2 separate regions of the Zea mays genome follow, and region 1 is linked to region 2. The links are chromatin contacts, called in public Hi-C maps. All regions are on one chromosome and are shown on one strand. Each heading gives the region's core, a stretch centred on a gene start, on an enhancer-like site or on the middle of the called end of the contact. The rest is flanking DNA. Distances are from core to core; before and after follow the strand shown. Region 1 has its middle 22 kb from the start of TRNAK-UUU. Region 2 holds the start of LOC100284131.

Region 1 (4,770 bases), core at 2,220-4,719, 81 kb after region 2:
ATAATTCACCGGACTGTCCGGTGTACACCGGACAGTGTCCGGTGCTCCAAGTAGAAGCGACTCTGAACTCGCCAGCTTCGGGAATCCGCTCCGCTATAATTCACCGGACATGTCCGGTGCACACCGGACTGTCCGGTGTAACGGCGGAGCAACGGCTAGTCCGCGCCAACGGTCACCTGCTACAGCATTAAATGCGCGCCAGCGCGCGCAGAGGAGCAGAGCACGCGTGGGTGGCACACCGGACAGCCTACAGGGCCTGTCCGGTGCACCACCGGACAGCTAGACGGGCCCACACGTCAGAGCTCCAACGGTCGAACCCTAACGGCCGGGTGACGTGGCTGGCGCACCGGACACTGTCTGGTGGCGCACCGGACTGTCCGGTGCACCCGTCGACAGCAGCCTTCACCCAACGGCTAGTTTGGTTGTTGGGGTTATAAATACCCCCAACCACCCCACATTCAAGTCATTCAATTTTTCACACTTCAACTTCTTACAAGAGCTCTAGCATTCAATTCTAGACACACCCAAGTGATCAAATCCTCTCCAAATTCCACTCAAGGCTTTAGTGATTAGAGAGAGTGATTTGTTGTGTTCTTTTGAGCTCTTGTGCTTGGATTGCTTCTCTTCTTTCTCATTTGTTCTTGTGATCAAAACTCAATTGTGACCGAGGCAAGAGACACCAATTGTGTGGTGGTCCTTGCGGGGAAGTTTGGTTCCCGTTTGATTGAGAGAAGAAGCTCACTCGGTCCGAGGGACCGTTTGAGAGACGGAAAGGGTTGAAATAGACCCGGCCTTTGCGGCCTCCTCAACGGGGAGTAGGTTTGCGAGAACCGAACCTCGGTAAAACAAATCCTTGCGTCTTACTTCTTCACTCACTTGCGATTTGTTTTTACGCCCTCTCTCGGACTCATTATTATTTCTAACGCTAACCCAGCTTGTAGCTGTGATTGAGTTGTTAAATTTTAGTTTCGCCCTATTCACCCTCCCTCTAGGCGACTTTCAAAGACCACCGGCTCTCTGGTCAAACATAGGTGGGGTTGGCTGGAAATTAGCGTGTTGTCTTCCCCCCCACTGGTTATGTGGTGCATTGCCACTTGCCCTATACGGTTCATAGGTTTGATCGTTCCTTTCTGGCCTTTTAGGTGGGGCCAGAAAGCTTTCCTGGGCTCTGGATCTTGAATTAATGGGCTAATGCATTGTATAGTGTAATGGGAAGTGTTGCTGGGACGGGTGAGGATTCAGGTAACAATCCTCCTCAAAAAGGTCATGTGCAGACTGTCCGGACATTGGCACGGACCGTCCGTGATTATATGCGGACCGTCCGTCATTGTATGCGGACGGTCTGACTGGGTAGTTTGGATTCTGTGCCATATGAGGTGACTCGGGTGCATGTCTGGATAACTCATTAAAAATGGGCCCGGCTGTGGCTGGTCTGGATGGTCCACGCTCACGTGCGGACGGTCCGGGCATGTGCAGATCGGCTGATTTACTGCCGATTTGCGATTGCTCAGGGTATGTGTCCATCGGCATCCCATAAAGGGGTTGTGACTGGTCGCGACAACCTATAGCCGATGTATTACGCATGTTATCCCCTAATTCAACCTCGTGCGATGGAAAATTTGCAATGCTAGATTTGTCAAACGCACGTGCTAATCTCCTATAGTCGTTTTGCATACCCCCTATAATACTTTGCATTTGTTCTCGCTGTTCATCTACATAATTCTTAAGAGATTGCAGCTCGTTTGTATTACTTACATTGAGGATATCTGGCGTGGGTCGCAATGAAGCCGGATCCGTCGCCCGTTGTCGGACGACCTTGTTGTTCCTGTCCACTTTGAAGTTGGCCAAGAACTTCGCTTTCGCCTCCTGGATCAGCTGTTCCTTGTGCTCCTCGAACTGGAGCTGTTCGTCGGCCGGCAAGGTTTCCCAAGTCAGCTCTATAATGTTGCTGGGGGAGACTTCAGAACTATCCCTTGAACCGGCCATTGAGGGCCGATTTGATAGGTCTAGATGTGTTGTCACAGCGGAGTCGCCAAAAAGTATGTTGACGGCCTTTTGGAGCGCCAAACACTCAACAAGAATCGTGGTGGTGCTCTCTGGTCAGGGGCGGACGGTCCGCGTGCAGGGGTCGAGCGGTCCGCGACCTGGCGCAGGGGCTAAGGTCTCCTGCTTGACAGCCGGACGGTCCGCACCCTGGGGCCGGACGGTCCGCGCGTGCGCAGGGGCGGCGGAAGATCACCGACGGCGCCTGGATCTCGCTCCCGAGAGGGACCCCGTCGGGAAGGAGAGATCCTAGGAGTTGTCTAGGCTCGAGCAGGCCGACCTAGACTCCTCTAATCGACGTAAAGCCGAAGAGAAGCGAAGAATTTGAGGATCGGAAGGCTAAACTAAAACTAGACTAGAACTACTCCTAGGAAATAAATGTGAAATAGAAGTGTTTTGATTCGATTGATGATGATTACAATCGGTCGTAGACCTCTCTATTTATAGAGGAGGGGGTCTGGACCCTTTACACAACTGATTCCGAGCTAATTCCACGAATGCTCATTTTGGTGCCAAACACCCTGCATTCAGCGTGTGGTCTCTGTGTCCCCTTGTGATGGCGCTTTGGCACTTTGGCGTTGCAATTGCAAGCTAAAGAAGCGCAAGTTGAGATGCTACGGTGGCCACGTAAAAACGCGGCCGCGCATCCATGCATGCATCTGCTCAGCTCACTTGAAAAAGGGTATGGCGCAGACGGGAACAGCGCAGCTAGAGGTTGTTCCAGATAGGCAGCAAAACCTGGCGCTACTCATCAGCCATCACATTGCAAAACCTGGCGATGACGACCCGTCCAGAACACAACGGTTTCACGTGAAAACATTACGAGATGCGCGCAGCGAACATGTGGACCCGTCCTGTTCCAAGCATGCCGCAATCACGCGGACGCAGTGACCGGCACCGCACACAACACACATGAGCGGAGGGGCGTCTCAGAGACGGAATTGCACGGAGACAGCGCCCGGTGACCGCGAGCCGTGGAGTGTGTGGCCTTTTCTTCGGAAGGTACAGCGTTTGTGGCGACGAAGGCGGATGCCCGGTCAATCGTAGGAGAACCGGATCCTCGGAGGAGCTTTTCTTCCGTCCGTCAGGAGGACGCTGGTAAAAGAAGGCCTCAAAGCTCGGAATTGGATGCCCTGCGCTGCAGTAGCCATCGACGATCGAGCAGGCAAAGAGATTTTGAGGTCGTCAGCCGTCAGGTGGTGCGAGCCGTGCACGAGTGCAACGTTGCCGACAGGCGACATGATCTTGTCTAGGATATGGAGGTCAGTCAGTACTCCTTTAGCCTGGTGCCTTTTATCTTCTCTTGAAAAGAAGTTCGTATCGAGGAAAAAGTAGTAAGGGCGAACAGTGCACGAGAAAGGCCATGCTCCGATTTTGCTCATGGGCTGCGTTATCACTTCTGGCCCAGGATATTATGGTATCTTTTTAGTGGCCCGGCCGGGCATAAAAAGGACCTTCAGCTTCCCAGACGGAACATTCGTATTGCACACATGGAGCATGCCTTTGCACTTGAGTCTTGATGTCACCAGTTCTCCCTTCAACCATCACGACATCGAAGGGTCCGGTGCAGATAGGGCCTGCTGTTCCCGCAAGGAACCCAGAGATCATTGACTGCCGTGGCAGGAGCACCTTCGCGTTCCCTTCATGCTTCTTCCTTAGAACGATATCAAATGTGTTCTTGGCTGAGAACATTGCCGCTTGATTTGTGCCATTGCCCATGACAGTTGGTAATGCTCGAGACCAAGACCAAGTAGGCCTTCTTCTCGAACTACAGTTCTTGCGCACTGTATTGGGATCTTTAGAGAGCATTCCAGGTGTATATATTGTTATTACAATCTAATCTTTACCACCTGCATCCATGACAAACAAACATTATGTGTCACAAAATTCTTGCATATTTTGTATTAAGCAGAACACCACTCACAAAAATGGAAATTGCTTGCCTCCCACAAGTGGGACAAGAAAACACACCAAAAGCTGCTGGAGTTTATGCAAACTGTAAGCATATTACTGGTTCTAGATTATTGGAAACTGAACTCATACCCTAAACAGGTTTAGGAGTGGTATTAATAGAGTAAGTAACTGGGCCAGGCCCATTACACTGGGGGTATGACGGTCATTACAAGGGGAACACCACAAATCCTAGACGGGTAGTCTAACACCCCCCGCAGTCACAACTCTATCCTGTACAGATGTTGAGACTGGATCGAAAGTCTAAAAAGACACTCGACGGTAACCCCTTGGTGAAGATGTCGGCGAACTGAAGCGTGGTGGGGACGCTGAGAACCCGAACGTCATCGGCAGCGACACGCTCGCGGACGAAGTGCAGGTCGATCTCCACATGCTTCGTGCGCTGATGCTGCATGGGGTTGGTGGAGAGGTAGACCGTGTTAGGATTTATGGGCTTGGCCCAATTAAGAAATTCTAATAAATCCCAGGAAAATCTCAAAAGCCCATACAAGTGGATGGCTAGGGAATTGGTGGAACCAATAGCACCATATTGCTAGTTCTAGTGGAGTAGAGCTAGCTTAAATATGGAAGCCACACTCACTCACCAAGTCATGGATAAGAGGAGAGAGTGTGGAGAGCCACACGCGCGCGCGCGCTCGCTCGCCTGGCCGGGCCGGGGCGAAGGCCGCGGGCGCACGACATGCGCGTGAATGGTCCGTCGAAATCCGGCCCCTCGCCTTGCGGGGGCGCGGCTACCTTTTGCCGTTTGATTTTTTT
Region 2 (4,999 bases), core at 1,015-3,514:
AACACAAGTGTCTAAGTGTTGATCTATGCAAAGTGGTGGACAAAGTGAAAATCAAGTCAAAAGGTATGTTTCTAGACTTAGTACATTGTTTTATGGACTGATGTATTGTGTCTAAGTGCTGGAAACAGGAGAAATTAAATTGGAAAAGAGATGGCTTTGTTCAGCCAAAGTCTGCTCAGTCTGGGTGCACCGGACTGTCCGGTGGTGCACCGGACAGTGTCCGGTGCGCCAGGCAGACTTAGGCAAACTTGCTGCTCTCAGGAAGTAATTAACGGCGTACGCCTAAAATTCACCGGACTGTCCGGTGTGCACCGGACTGTCCGGTGAGCCAACTGTCGGTCAGGCTAACGGTCGGCCGCGCGATCCGCGCGGGACACGTGGCCGAGCCAACGGTCAGATGGGGGCACCGGACTGTCCGGTGCGCCAACGGCTCCAAGGCTGCCAACGGTCGGCTTCGCCAAATAAGGAAGGAAATCCGCACCGGACAGTGTCCGGTGGTGCACCGGACTGTCCGGTGGTGCACCGGACTGTCCGGTGCGCCAGGCGACAGAAGGCAAGAATTGCCTTCCCAGATTGCTCTCAACGGCTCCTAGCTGCCTTGGGGCTATAAAAGGGACCCCTAGGCGCATGGAGGAGTGTACCAAGCATCCTTTGAGCATTATTGATCACTCACACTCCATTCTTGCGCACTTGTTCGGCATTCTTAGTGATTTGAGCTCCGTTCTAGTGTGAAACTTGTGATAGTCTCTTGAGCTCAAGTCTGGGTCTTGTGTGTGCGTATTTGCTGTGATCTTTGTGTCTTGTGTGAGTTGCCCATCCCTCCCTTACTCCGTGCTTCTTTGTGAACATCAAAGTGTAAGGGCGAGAGGCTCCAAGTTGTGGAGATTCCTCGCGAACGGGATATAGAAAAGAAAAGCAAAACACTGTGGTATTCAAGTGGGTCTTTGGACCGCTTGAGAGGGGTTGATTGCAACCCTCGTTCGTTGGGACGCCACAACGTGGAAGTAGGCAAGTGTTGTACTTGGCCGAACCACGGGATAAACCACTGCGTCTATCTGTGTTGATTCTCTTATGGTTATTGTGTTTCGCTAAGACTCTTCTCTAGCCACTTAGCATTACTGTGCTAACGCTTAACCAAATTTTTGTGGCATTAAGTTCAAGTTTTACAGGATCACCTATTCACCCCCCCTCTAGGTGCTCTCACATCTCGAATGTTCACATCTAACTCTTCAATTGGTTTTCGAAGTCCAGGATCACCAACAATCTCACTATATATTGATTCCGTATTATTTTGTGCAGTCCCAACATCTAGTGATTCTTGATTGTTTTCATTTTCATCCAAATTAGTCCCAATTTGTACGTTTTGAATGATTTCATTCGATTCTTGATTTGACGCGACTTGATAAAATGATGCAATTGTTCGAACTCTCTTCATATTGTACACTGTAATTGTAACACAAATCACTGTAATTAGACACAAACACAACATGTTTTTCTCGGTGTCAAACAACAAAAACAGACCTGCTTGCTGCGCTAGTCTGCTTGCTTGTTGCGTGACTCGAATCGCTACTTGCTGGCAGCTACTTGCAGGGCTGCAGGCCGCTCTTGCTTTGCTTTGCTTGCCTGATTGCCTCCTTGGCTGCTTGCTTGCCCAGCCAGCCGGTGGTCGGTCCCTGCGCGGCTGCGCAGCGGCGCAGCGCTGCTTGCTTGCAGCTTGCTCGCTCGGCCGCTCGCTGCTCGGGCACGCGCGCGCTGCTCCTGCTTAGCTAGCGGCTGCGTTGCCTGGGCCGCTGCGCGCCTGGCTGCTTGCTTGCCGGCGACCGGCGTGCTGCTAGCTGCTTCTGCTCGGTTCGAAACAGCACCAGACAGCAGCCACACTGCCGCCCGCAAGGCCCCAAGCTTCAAAGTCCTAAACCCTAAACCAAATTAGTTGGGCTGGGCTGTTACATAATTATTCGGCCCAAGAGTAGGGCCTGGGCCCTAGTGGCCACAGGCCTGAATCCGCCCCTGCCAAAGCGGCATTCTGGCTGGCCTATGTGCCGATTTTGACAAAAGTCATGAATTATGGCGCCGAGCTCGGCCACGTCAGTCTGTCGTCGTCAACGATGCAAGCACCTCGGCACAAAGATCTGTGATGCGAGCCGTGTTACGTCGTCGCCGGTCATAGCCCGTGGCAAAAACAAATGGTTTAAAAATGAGATTAAGTCATTTAAGGATCTAAATATGAATATTTTTCAAAAACAATTAAAATAAAAAAAATCGGTCTTTTGGTGTTGCTCTAACCCTTTCGGCTGCGCTGCGCACGTCCCCTCCCACGAGAAACACCCCACGTCTCAAGCTGCCCCTTTCTCACCGCCGCGGCCGCCACGCGCAGCAGCAACCGAGCAGGAGCGCAGCCAGCAAGCTCAGGCCCGAGCCCTACTGCAACCGCCGCTGCTACCGCACTGAACACCATGGCCGACCCGGCGGAGCACCGTCCAGCGGAGGAGGACGAGGAAGCCGCGGCGGCCGGCGAGGATGAGGACACCGGCGCTCAGGTCGCGCCCATCGTGAAGCTGGAGGAGGTCGCCGTTACCACCGGAGAGGAGGACGAGGACGTACTTGTCGACATGTGATGCATCCTCGGCCGCTTCGATTCTCCCCACCCCAACCCCGATCCGATTCGGCTAGGTTTTGTTGATCATCTGACGTGTGGCGGTTATGCAGGAAGGCGAAGCTCTACCGGTTCGACAAGGAGGCGAACCAGTGGAAAGAACGTGGCACAGGCACTGTGAAGCTGCTTAAGCACAAGGAGACCGCCAAGGTCCGCCTCGTCATGCGTCAGGCGAAGACGCTTAAGATCTGTGCTAACCATCTTGGTAATCACTGTGTTTTTGTGTGATTTTCGTTGGCGGTTTCGATCTGCCTGGATAGGTTTTGACACTGGACTGTATTGCTTATCCCCTTCCTCCGAACGCACAGTGGTGGCGACGACTAAGATGCAGGAGCACGCAGGGAGCGACAAGTCGTGCGTGTGGCACGCGCTGGACTTCGCCGACGGTGAGCTCAAGGAGGAGATGTTTGCTATCCGTTTTGGATCTGTCGAGAGTGAGCACCCATAACATATCCTACTTCTTTATCCCTCCTTTGCATCTGTTCATAACTAGCAGCTTGTACTGTCATAATATTTGGTACCTCTGTTGATTGAACCGGTTATTGTTGTTTTGATCGATCACTGGCAGTGGCGGACCCAGAAATTGACTAAGACCCGGGCCGGCCGAAGCGATCATAAACTTTAATAGTAACATATAAAAAAAATTGTACGGCGAAACAATGTTGTCATAGATGTTAAAGATAATATACAAGTTATGATGTAGCTCTTTCCAAATGTATCATGTCAACATTAACATCATCGCTTCTTACTCCAGAACCTTAAAGGAAATCATATTAAAAACACAACTTGAAGGAAATCATACGATGGTTAAGCCATTCGTCTCCTGTCTTATTACACAACTCAATTTTAATGATATTCATAGATGAGAAAGCTCTCTCCACAGAGTCTCAATCTCAAACTTAATTTCTAGCCATGTGATCTTGTTTATTTGGTCGTAACTTTTTGATCTTTTATTTGGTGATTATGGTATTAGATGGTTGTATGGAATATCTTGTTTCGTACTCTCTCTGATCTTTTTTTATTTGACGTTTGCCGGGTCAAATAAAAGAAAATGGAGGTAGTAGTTTCTAAGCCCTGTGGCTTGTAATTTTTTTGCCTCTTCGGTTTAGAACCATTTGCTAGCTTGGGAATTTTTTTGCTTATCCTAGCTCGATGATTTGGTCTCTAGTCTCTCTCTCTCTATCCATCTCTCTAGACTAGCAGGAGCCTAGCATGTGCTGTCCGAGGCCTTGCTACTAGCCTAGTATGTAAATCTACATGACACATGTAGGTGATCGTAGCCTGCTCTTGCTTGCATGTGTGTTATCCTGTGCTTGCGAAGCTTGCACTGTGCCGGATAGATATACATACATATAATTATGACTCAACGAGGCCAGAGATCAGACCGGCAGAGGCTAGAGGACAGAGCTCTTCTAAAAAAAATTTGGGCCTGCGCCCCGGGCCGTGGCCCAGGCGGCCATGGGCCTGGGTCCGCCCCATTCACTGGCCTATGAATTATGTGATAAGCTAGGTTCGTTTGATGTGATTCACACACGCACACACACATATAGTGACCCCCATGTGTATATCTCAAAGTTTAGTATGTATGTGGTCAAACAAAGTGTATGTGATCATACAAACCATCCAAGTTGGTATATTTGTTAAGTATACATAGATTGTGTGGTTGTACTTAATTTGTATACTACTACAACAATATATTTAAAAATATAGGTTCCTTCAAAGTTTTCCAAGTACTAAGATTTAGAGTATCATAAAACGAGTATATAAACATACTCAAACTGATAAATAAGTATGTATCACTGATAAATAACTGATTAATTCTGCATGCTCAGGTGCCTGATCATTGAGGTTATTGTGGATGCTCAGTGCACCATGAACAATTAACTTTAATTTTTGCACTGCCGTTGCCTAGGCACGACTTTCATGTTTATTGGACCATAGTAGCAGTATACTCCAAGGACCTGACATTTTACTTTCCAAGGATCTTTGCAGCTTTGCCCAATGTTAAAAGGGCATCAGGTGCTGCTTTCGTATTGAGATATATGTGCTGGATGATGTTATGTACAATGCTTGCATTGCTGGAAAACTTGTTTGATAGTATCTACTATTATCTAATTGATCACTAGTGTTTGATATATCATTTGCTATTTTTTACTCCATCTGTCCCAAAGCAAATCATCTTCTAGAGTTGTCTTAAGTCAAACTACTTTAAATTCGACTGACTTTATAGAAAACAACAATAACATTTATGTCATCAAACAAGTATGCATATTATAGAATTATATTTCGTAGTGTTTCTAATAATTCGAATTCGGTGTCATAAACATTGGTGATCTTTTTGATGAA

Evidence for each region. Hi-C and Micro-C count contacts between places; a contact is called where the count stands out from the background.
Region 1: a Hi-C map of leaf shows a contact between it and region 2, with 6 times the contacts expected there. The contact joins the enhancer-like site here to the promoter of LOC100284131 in region 2. A contact is called at or near these places in 2 of 25 Hi-C or Micro-C datasets (both in leaf).

Annotation. Positions count from the first base shown.
Region 1 is chr9:143,622,477-143,627,246 of Zm-B73-REFERENCE-NAM-5.0, forward strand. No RefSeq gene overlaps it. Among protein-coding and RNA genes, the nearest start is that of TRNAK-UUU, 22 kb to the left of the region's middle. Within about 2 kb of position 3,470, at least 18 of the 20 cell types and tissues checked have an H3K27ac peak or open chromatin away from gene starts, as enhancers often do. A contact at or near this core is called in leaf, where this site is marked.
Region 2 is chr9:143,542,691-143,547,689 of Zm-B73-REFERENCE-NAM-5.0, forward strand. LOC100284131 reads left to right here and starts at 2,265. Exons shown (of 4, transcript NM_001157028.2): 1 at 2,265-2,611; 2 at 2,707-2,858; 3 at 2,962-3,087. The coding sequence starts at 2,454.